Regions from separate parts of the Mus musculus genome. Here region 2 is linked to region 1. A link is a contact called in public HiChIP or PLAC-seq data. All regions are on one chromosome and are shown on one strand. Each heading gives the region's core, a stretch centred on a gene start, on an enhancer-like site or on the middle of the called end of the contact. The rest is flanking DNA. Distances are from core to core; before and after follow the strand shown.

Evidence for each region. HiChIP or PLAC-seq counts read pairs in DNA pulled down with a chosen protein or histone mark.
Region 2: a contact with region 1 is called in an H3K27ac HiChIP or PLAC-seq map of extraembryonic endoderm stem cells. The contact joins the promoter of Bcar1 here to the enhancer-like site in region 1. A contact is called at or near these places in 3 of 39 promoter capture datasets (embryonic stem cells and macrophages), 3 of 15 datasets of contacts at CTCF or cohesin (the NIH/3T3 cell line, embryonic stem cells and stem cell-derived epiblast-like cells), 21 of 484 Hi-C or Micro-C datasets (CD8 central memory T cells, the HL-1 cell line, LSK cells and 11 more), 31 of 115 datasets of contacts at active chromatin or transcription factors (the HL-1 cell line, bone marrow-derived macrophages, cardiomyocytes and 17 more) and 6 of 9 other capture datasets (adipose tissue, bone marrow-derived macrophages, embryonic stem cells and 3 more).

The regions. Positions count from the first base shown.
Region 1 is chr8:111,832,390-111,836,036 of GRCm38.p6, reverse strand. The region is part of intron 4 of Cfdp1 (craniofacial development protein 1); the gene reads left to right. Among named protein-coding and RNA genes, the nearest start is that of Cfdp1, 20 kb to the left of the region's middle. Within about 2 kb of position 1,751, at least 23 of the 459 cell types and tissues checked have an H3K27ac peak or open chromatin away from gene starts, as enhancers often do. A contact at or near this core is called in adipose tissue, differentiating embryonic stem cells, extraembryonic endoderm stem cells and 4 more, where this site is marked.
Region 2 is chr8:111,742,279-111,745,997 of GRCm38.p6, reverse strand. It overlaps Bcar1 (breast cancer anti-estrogen resistance 1), which reads left to right and starts at 2,149. Exons shown (of 7, transcript NM_009954.3): 1 at 2,149-2,309. The coding sequence starts at 2,298. It overlaps Gm51589 (a long non-coding RNA gene), which reads right to left. Exons shown (of 3, transcript XR_003947596.1): 2 at 2,890-3,383.

The sequences.
Region 1 (3,647 bases), core at 502-3,001:
TTTCTTTTTTGAGATAGAATCTAATGTAGCCCAGGCTGACACTGAACTGAGTCTGGCCTGTTGCTTCCCAGGTGTAGGGATTACATTCATGTGATACTACTCTTGACTTTTTTGTTTGCTTTTTGAGACAGGGTTTGTCTGTAGCCCTGGCTGTCCTAGAACTCACTCTGTAGATCAGGCTGACCTCACTCAGAGGTCCACCTGCCTCTTTGCCTCCTGAGTCCTGGGATCAAAGGCGTGCTCTCTCTCTCCACTTTTGTAAATATTGAAGTACTCAGGGAGCCTGCATGTGTACAGTTTGTCAGAAGAGGGCAGCACCATCTGTCAAATAAAACAGGATAAAAGCACTTTCTTTTCATTAAGTACACACTCAACACATGCATCTTGTTTATAGTTCTTAGTAAAACATAGTCATTTAAAAACATTATATATTATTGAGATTTGTAACAGAACAAGTGAGTGTCTTCTCAAACTCCTTCCCCATAAAGAATACAAAAGCAGGCTGGAGAGATGGCTCAGCGTTTAAGAGCACTGACTGCTCTTCCAGAGGTCCTGACTTCAATTCCCAGCCACATAGTGGCTCACAGACGTCTGTAATGGGATCCAGTGCCCTTTTCTGGTGTGTCTGAAGACAGCTACAGTGTACTGATATACATAAAATAAATAAATCTTAAAAACAAACAAAGGAACAAACAAGAAGACTAGAAAAGCTTGCTAAGGCCCGTGGTGGCGGTCCACTCCTGTACACGAGCCCTTGGGAAGAGGAAGCAGGCCGATCAAAGCCAACCTGGAGCATGCATGTCTAATTGTTATATACAACCGTTATATTATATGTTACATATGTTATACATAGTATATATATTTAAACCTGTTAATAGTTGCTGTGTTGGCCAGACTTTGTTCATTTGGTTTTTTTGAGACAAGATTTTTTTAGGCTGGCCTCAAACTCAGATCCACCTTCCTCTGTCTCCCAAGCACCAGAAGTAAAGATGTGTGCCACCACTGCCAGGCTATTGGCAAGACTTTTTTTAAAAAAGCACATTATTTAAAATACCATAAAGAACTTTCTTGAAGGATCTTAGGAGATTTGAACTTTGACTACCCAGGCACAAACTTGGTGTTTGTCTTTGAGCATATCTTTTAATTTCTTGACATCTTTGTTTCTTTCCTTTTTTGTCATCACTGCATCTTTAAGAAGTATGAGAGAGCTAATGGGAGAAGTTTCTAAGTGTGAGAATGAGGGAATGTGAGCTTGAAGTTAGTCGTCTAGTTTCTCTGACTTTGTTGTCATGTTTTGTTTGTCTTTCCTCAGCGAGAGCTATGTAATTCTTTCAGCCTTGGGGAAGGGAGGAAGATGACCACTCTTACCCTTTTCTCTGGCACAGCCAGCTGACCCTGTGAGCTCAGATTTTCCTAAATGATTCACCTTTTGGAAAACTTCAGTCATGGGGAAGTTCCATCCAAATAAAGACTTTTCAGGAAGTTGAGTGAGTGAAAATGAAGTTAAAATGGAATTTCTATAGAAAAACAGGTGGATTAATTATTGCTAATAATAGCCTTTTCCTATCAGGAGTCCCTCTCATGCATGAGATGATGATAAGAACCATTCTCTTATTTAAAAGTACTGTGATAGCTAAATCCTTTACTGCTTCCTAAAAGTGAAGTTACTTTCTGGCCCCAGGGGAGGCTGAGCACAGGAGCGGGCCAACTTGGAGCTCTCTTTGAGAGCCTGTCTTGGAAAACAAAATAGCAGAAAGAATGGAGTTGCTCTGGGGATGTGACCAGCAGAGAGCAGTCTGCTGTTTCTTTGTGTCAGCTATCAGGGTCCTTAAGAAGTACCTCAGGCTACACAGTGTTTCCCGGTTGGTGCTGTAGACACTGGCAGGGAGATTAAGAACGGCATTCCCAATTGGTGTGTGTCATGGATTGTCGTGTTGCTTTTGTTGTTGCTGTGTTTCTGGACTCTGAGTTTCTAGTGGCAGAAGCCATATCGTGTTTCTTCATGTGTCCCGTTGCATCTGGAGTGCTTTCCAGAACTTGTTTACCTACGCGTCTATCAGTCTTGAGTCTTGTCAGCCCTGCTATAAAACAAGAGTAACAAAGGCAAACCTAAGTTCATGCTTGCTGCTTTCTTCCCTTTGTTACTTGGGCCACTTGTTGTTCATATCCTGGCATTCTTAAAGTTCAGCTGTGATAGTGACCCTTTGAAATTTGCTGTGTCAGTCAGGTATTGTGTGGCTCTCTGCTGAAGCTCATCCTTCAATTCTAGGCTTTTTATTGTTATATTTTTCCCTTTTCCTGAAGTGTGTATTATTTGAATTTAGACTAGGCTGTACTATAGTTGGGCAACAGCTGTTCCTCAGTAGCAGGCAGTCAAGTGTCTATTCCTTGGTAGTACTATGAACACTATGGGTTGGTTAGCACTTGGCCTTGTCCCTCAGCCCTCTGGCATATACAGCCTGTAAAGGTGGTTTTGCACTTAATTCCTTTAGTTTCAGGATGGGGCTTTATTCATCATGCCTGTCCTCCTTTGGAACTCATTTTCTCTGAATGTACTGGATCCCTCAGGATCAGCAGTGGTGGGACACGGCCCATGTTTTGATGTAAGAAAGGCTTTGTTGTTCCTAATGCAGACTTTGAGCTGGTTGTGGCTGCCTGCCTCCTCTCTTCCACCTTTGATCATTAAATTTAATTAGCCTTTCTAGGGTTCTGTAAAACAAATCAGCTTTCTTGTTGTCATCCATTCCACATGGCTACAAGCTCCAGAGATCAGAGGAAGCCGGTTAGTACTTCCAGACTTGCTGCTCTTTTTTTTGAGTCAGAATCTCATTTGCCTGAGGATGGCCTTGACCTCCTGCACTGCTGCTCACTGTCCTTGTGTGAAGATGTCGCAGGCATGTACTACCATGCCCAGCTGGTGTGTTGCCTTCTCAAAGTTATATGGACGTCTTTCTCTGTTGTTCCTCTACTTATTACTGTTGTGGAGTTGGCCGAATTTATTTGTCACTGTTAGTAGGACTTTTGCAGGAAGGAGACGGTAAAACTGTGTTAGTTCTTCATTAATCTCTCTAGTCTTCTCTACAAGACAAGGACGCCCAAAGGATCTATCCTGAGTCTGGTATTTGAGTTCAGCATTAATCCCAAAGATTTTGATGCAGGTTTACTTTGGGTATTGATTTAGCAGAATAACAGATGACCCTAAAATTTACTAGCTTGCATGAAGCAGCTAGCTGCTCTATTGCAGTTTCTCACGGTTCCAGAGGCCTCTAGGTCCAGCTAGGCAGTTGCTCAGCCTCTCTTGTTCCCTTTAGCCAGTGTTGGGACCATCTTAAACAGCACTTCCTTCTTGTCCTGATGCTTAAGAACTCAGATACCTTTATGCTAGGAGTGGTTCCTCAGAATTCCAGGTCTGTGCCTTTCCATGCGATCTGTGCTGTCTAGTGGATGGAGTTCTAAAGATACATTCTCAGGGAAGAAAGGCTGCAGGCCTGGAGTACAGAGTCACTTTACAGCCACTTGCACAGAACTCTCTTAGGTGACAGTCATAAAACCCCATCCAGTTTGAAGGAATTTGCTTGATGCTCTGGAGGAGCACATGGGACAGGAAATGTGTGACAGCCTGTTTGGAAAATAAACACAATCTGTTG
Region 2 (3,719 bases), core at 900-3,399, 90 kb after region 1:
CAGACCCCACATGCACTATCCTCTGAGACCCCATTTCTCTGTACCCAGAGTGTGGAAGGCATATTTTACCTACTGCTCACTCATCGTCTTCTAGCCTGGACACCTAGAATAAACAGAAGCTAAAGTCCTGCGCTTTTCCCAGCCAGAGGAAATGAAAAGGGAGGAGGAGCCTGACTTGGAGGGGCGGGGCTCCGGGACCTCCGGCGCGTGTGGCCTAGAGCCCAGGCGCCAGGCTGAACTGCTGTTCTCAGCTCAGAATCCCGGGTGCCAGCTGGGCGCGGGCGGGTGGGCACGGGTAGGGCCATGTGCCAGACACACACAGAATGCCCTTTGAGGAGATGGCAGCTGTCGGCCCAGGCACCCCTCTGGTTGTTGTGGCCTTGTCTGCCCTCTCCTAGCAATACCTTGAGAACATGTATTCAAGAGGTACAGGGGCAACCCTGTTCAAAGTATCGAAGACCCCCTCATCAGTCCTGGAATCAAGACCTGGCTCTGGTGGCTGTCCTGATGTCCCTCTTTCTCAAATATCTTCCCTCATTGTTGAGTTCCTTCTCAGAATCTACCAGAGGGTTGAGGGGACTAAGGTTGCCCCCAAGACCTCAGGAGAAAAAAGTTGGGGGATCAGAGGCCACCCCTGAGCCTCTGAGGAAGTTAGAGACCCACCCTCACTCCATCTCCAGTCACCCGGCCCTCCAACCACTGTACATCTGGAAGACAAAAAAAAAAAAAAAAAAAAAAAAAAAGCTTGTCCCTGGGACGGAGCGCATCCTCTGCTCTCGCAGAAGAGCCAGGTTTGGTTTCCAGTACCCACATGGCTGCTGATAATTTCCATAACTCCAGTTCCAGGGGATCCCATGCTGTCTTCTGACCGCTGAGGGCAGCAGGCAGGTACATGGTATGCACACATGGATGCACAAACACTCACACACGCAAAATAAAATAAACCAGGCGAGGAGGACGGGGAAAAGGAGGGGGGAGTAGGAAGAAGAGGAGGAAAAAATGGAGGAGGAGGAAAGGAAGGTGGTGGTGGGGGTGGTGGTAGAGAAGGAGGAGAAGGAGGAGGAGGAGGGGGAAGAGGAGGAAGAGGAGGAGGAGGAGGAGGAGGCAGCAGCTTCGGGTCACAGCAGCCTTGTCCCCAAGTACTATATACTAGCTAGCTGAAGCTCTCGCCCTCTCGAGGTCCTCTCAGGAGGGAAGGCTGCTGCCAATCAGCTTTTCGGAACAGGTTCCCTTAGGAAAGCAGTAGGCTCCTAGACAAAGCAAAGCCATAGAATCCATCTCCCACTTGATGTAGGTTTGCACTCTCCTTCTCAGGCCGTGGCAGCCATTAATTACCCTGGGTCTGGCCTTACCCAGGAAGAGGTCCCATGGAGCAGTGACAGGTTATATGTGGTTGGGCAGCAGGACAGACCCCTGGGTCTTATGCCCTTGGTAGCTGATGGAGCTCAGAGCCTCAGTGTACTGAGAGGGAAGGTGAAAGAAGCGAGGGCGTGGCAGTCGGAAGACCGTGTGCCCACTGCTTGCAGGTGCATGTTTGGGCATCATACCAAGTGTGAAACAGCTGAAGAAATTAGGGGTGATTAACATGGAAGAAAGGAAGACCTGAAGGCCTGCTTGTCTTCCAGCCTTGGGCAGGAGGGCCCATTATGGGTCCCTCCCTAAAAGCCACTCTAGATTTTATTTTCAGGGGGATCCAGTGTTAATCAGGCTGCTTCCTGGGGGTCTGGGGCTCCCTGGGGGGATGGAGTGGGCTTTGGCGGAGACCTAAGCTCATTCTCAGCTGGGCTCGGAGGGCAGAGGAATTCTGGTGTAGTGCTAGGCTGATCTAAGATCGCCTTCAGCCAGTCTAAACTGCTCCCAAAGTAGGGTTGTAGGAGCCTTGGGACCCGCACTGAGGGACGTGATGTGAGGGGGTGGGGGTTCTGGATTCCAGAACCGGGTGGGCGGACCGGATGGGATTGTCTAATAATAAGTCTGGAGGTAGCCTTTGGAAGGACGTGCAAGGTGTGGGAACCCAGCCTCCTCGACCAGTTGTGCCGACAGAAAAAATCCCGGGGTCCCGGGTCCTTGCCTTTAACGCGGCCCGCGGCGGAGCAGGCGGGAGGGGGAGGGGCGGTGCGGGCAGCGCATGCGCGGCGCGGGGGGAGCGGCCGGACTGTCCGGTGGCGGCGGAAAGCAGCCGGCAGGACAGCGGAGAACGCCGGGACCCCGCGCCGGGGGCTGTGAGCGGCGCGGGCCCACCGAGCCCGAGCTAGCCCGCGCCGCTGCTGCAGGGCTCCGGGGGGGCGGCGGCCAAGATGACCGTGCCGGTGAGTGCTGACCGCCTGAGAACCCCGCGCCCCCTACCGCAGGCCTGGGCCATCGGGGGTCGCCGGAGGTTCTTTTCAGGCCGAGGTGGGGGTCAGGGTGGGGGCGCTGCCCCAGAGCCGGCTTCTCAGACCCGGCTTTTCCAGCCTCTTCCAGGACAGCGGACTAGGACGGGGGGGGGGGCGTACTGGCCCCGCGGGGAGCACCCCGGCACGGCTGGGTTGGGCAGGGGGTGTTTGGGAGCCTCTTGAGAGCCTCTGGGACTAGTGGGCCCGGTGGGGTCCGTGCTTTTTCCCTATCTCCTACCAGAGTGGTCAGGCCTACGGAGAAGAGGGCTCTGTCACTCCTTAGAAGCCCATGGCCAGGTCAGCTGCGCCGAATGAAGGGTGGGAAGGTCTCTACTGTTCCCCAGAAAACTCCCTAGGAGGGCTGCCCTATTGTGCTGTCGGGTCTCTACCCGGATGGCCAGGAGTGGGGCGGGGTCTGTTTTGTCCCCGGAGACACCCTTACCCCAGAATGGTTGGCTTGGCTGGCTGTTGGAAAATAGCGTACCTCCCCCCTACCTCTGGTTTGTACACTCACTTTGTGGGAAGTTTTGTTGGTCCATTGAACCCCAGGACCTTCCGACTAGCAGCTCCTTTCTGTAGGGGCTTCCCCGTTTGCTTGACATCCCATCCCGGTCCTCTGTCTTCCTGATCCACCAGGCAGACTTGAGCAGCCCTTGGGCCAGTCCTTAACACTTGGGTCTCCTCCTGAGGTCTCCATTGATTATTCTATGGACTCAGGTACAGGCATTAACCCACTTTACAGATGGACAAACAGAGGTGTGAAACCACACCTTCATCCTGTCAGCCCTGGAGTAATGGCCTACAGCCACCGTTTCTCTGCTGACTCAAGCATTTTTCCCGATGACAGGAAGGGGCAATGGACCAGAGCCATGCCTAGCCTGGCCTGGCCTTATGCTGGAACTGCTCTTCATCCACTCAGGGGACTGGGTTCTCTCCGTGATGCAGACAGTCAAGCGTCCTGGCAGGGCAAGTGGCCTCTTAATTAACCACCGTAGGGTACAGAGATTCCTGGAGAAGAGAGGGTTCTGTAAGCGCAAAGCATTGTTATTACAGAATTAGAGAGCTCAGCTCCTGCCCGCCCCTAGAAGCGGTAATGCTGAGTTACAGATGAAAAAATTAGGGCTTCCAGGCAGTGCTAATGGGAGCCCCCCACCCCCATCTCTTCTGGTTCAAAGCATAATTGTCTCATCTCTAGGAAGAGAGAGCAAGCCTGCCAAGCCTCTCTCCTCTGTTGTGCTCTTGCTGTTCTGCAGAGCTCAGAGTTTTCTCTGGCTTGGGGCATAGGGCACCAGCCAGCTCCGCCCCTGTGGACACTGGTCAGAAAAACAAGGCAGACCTGCTGAG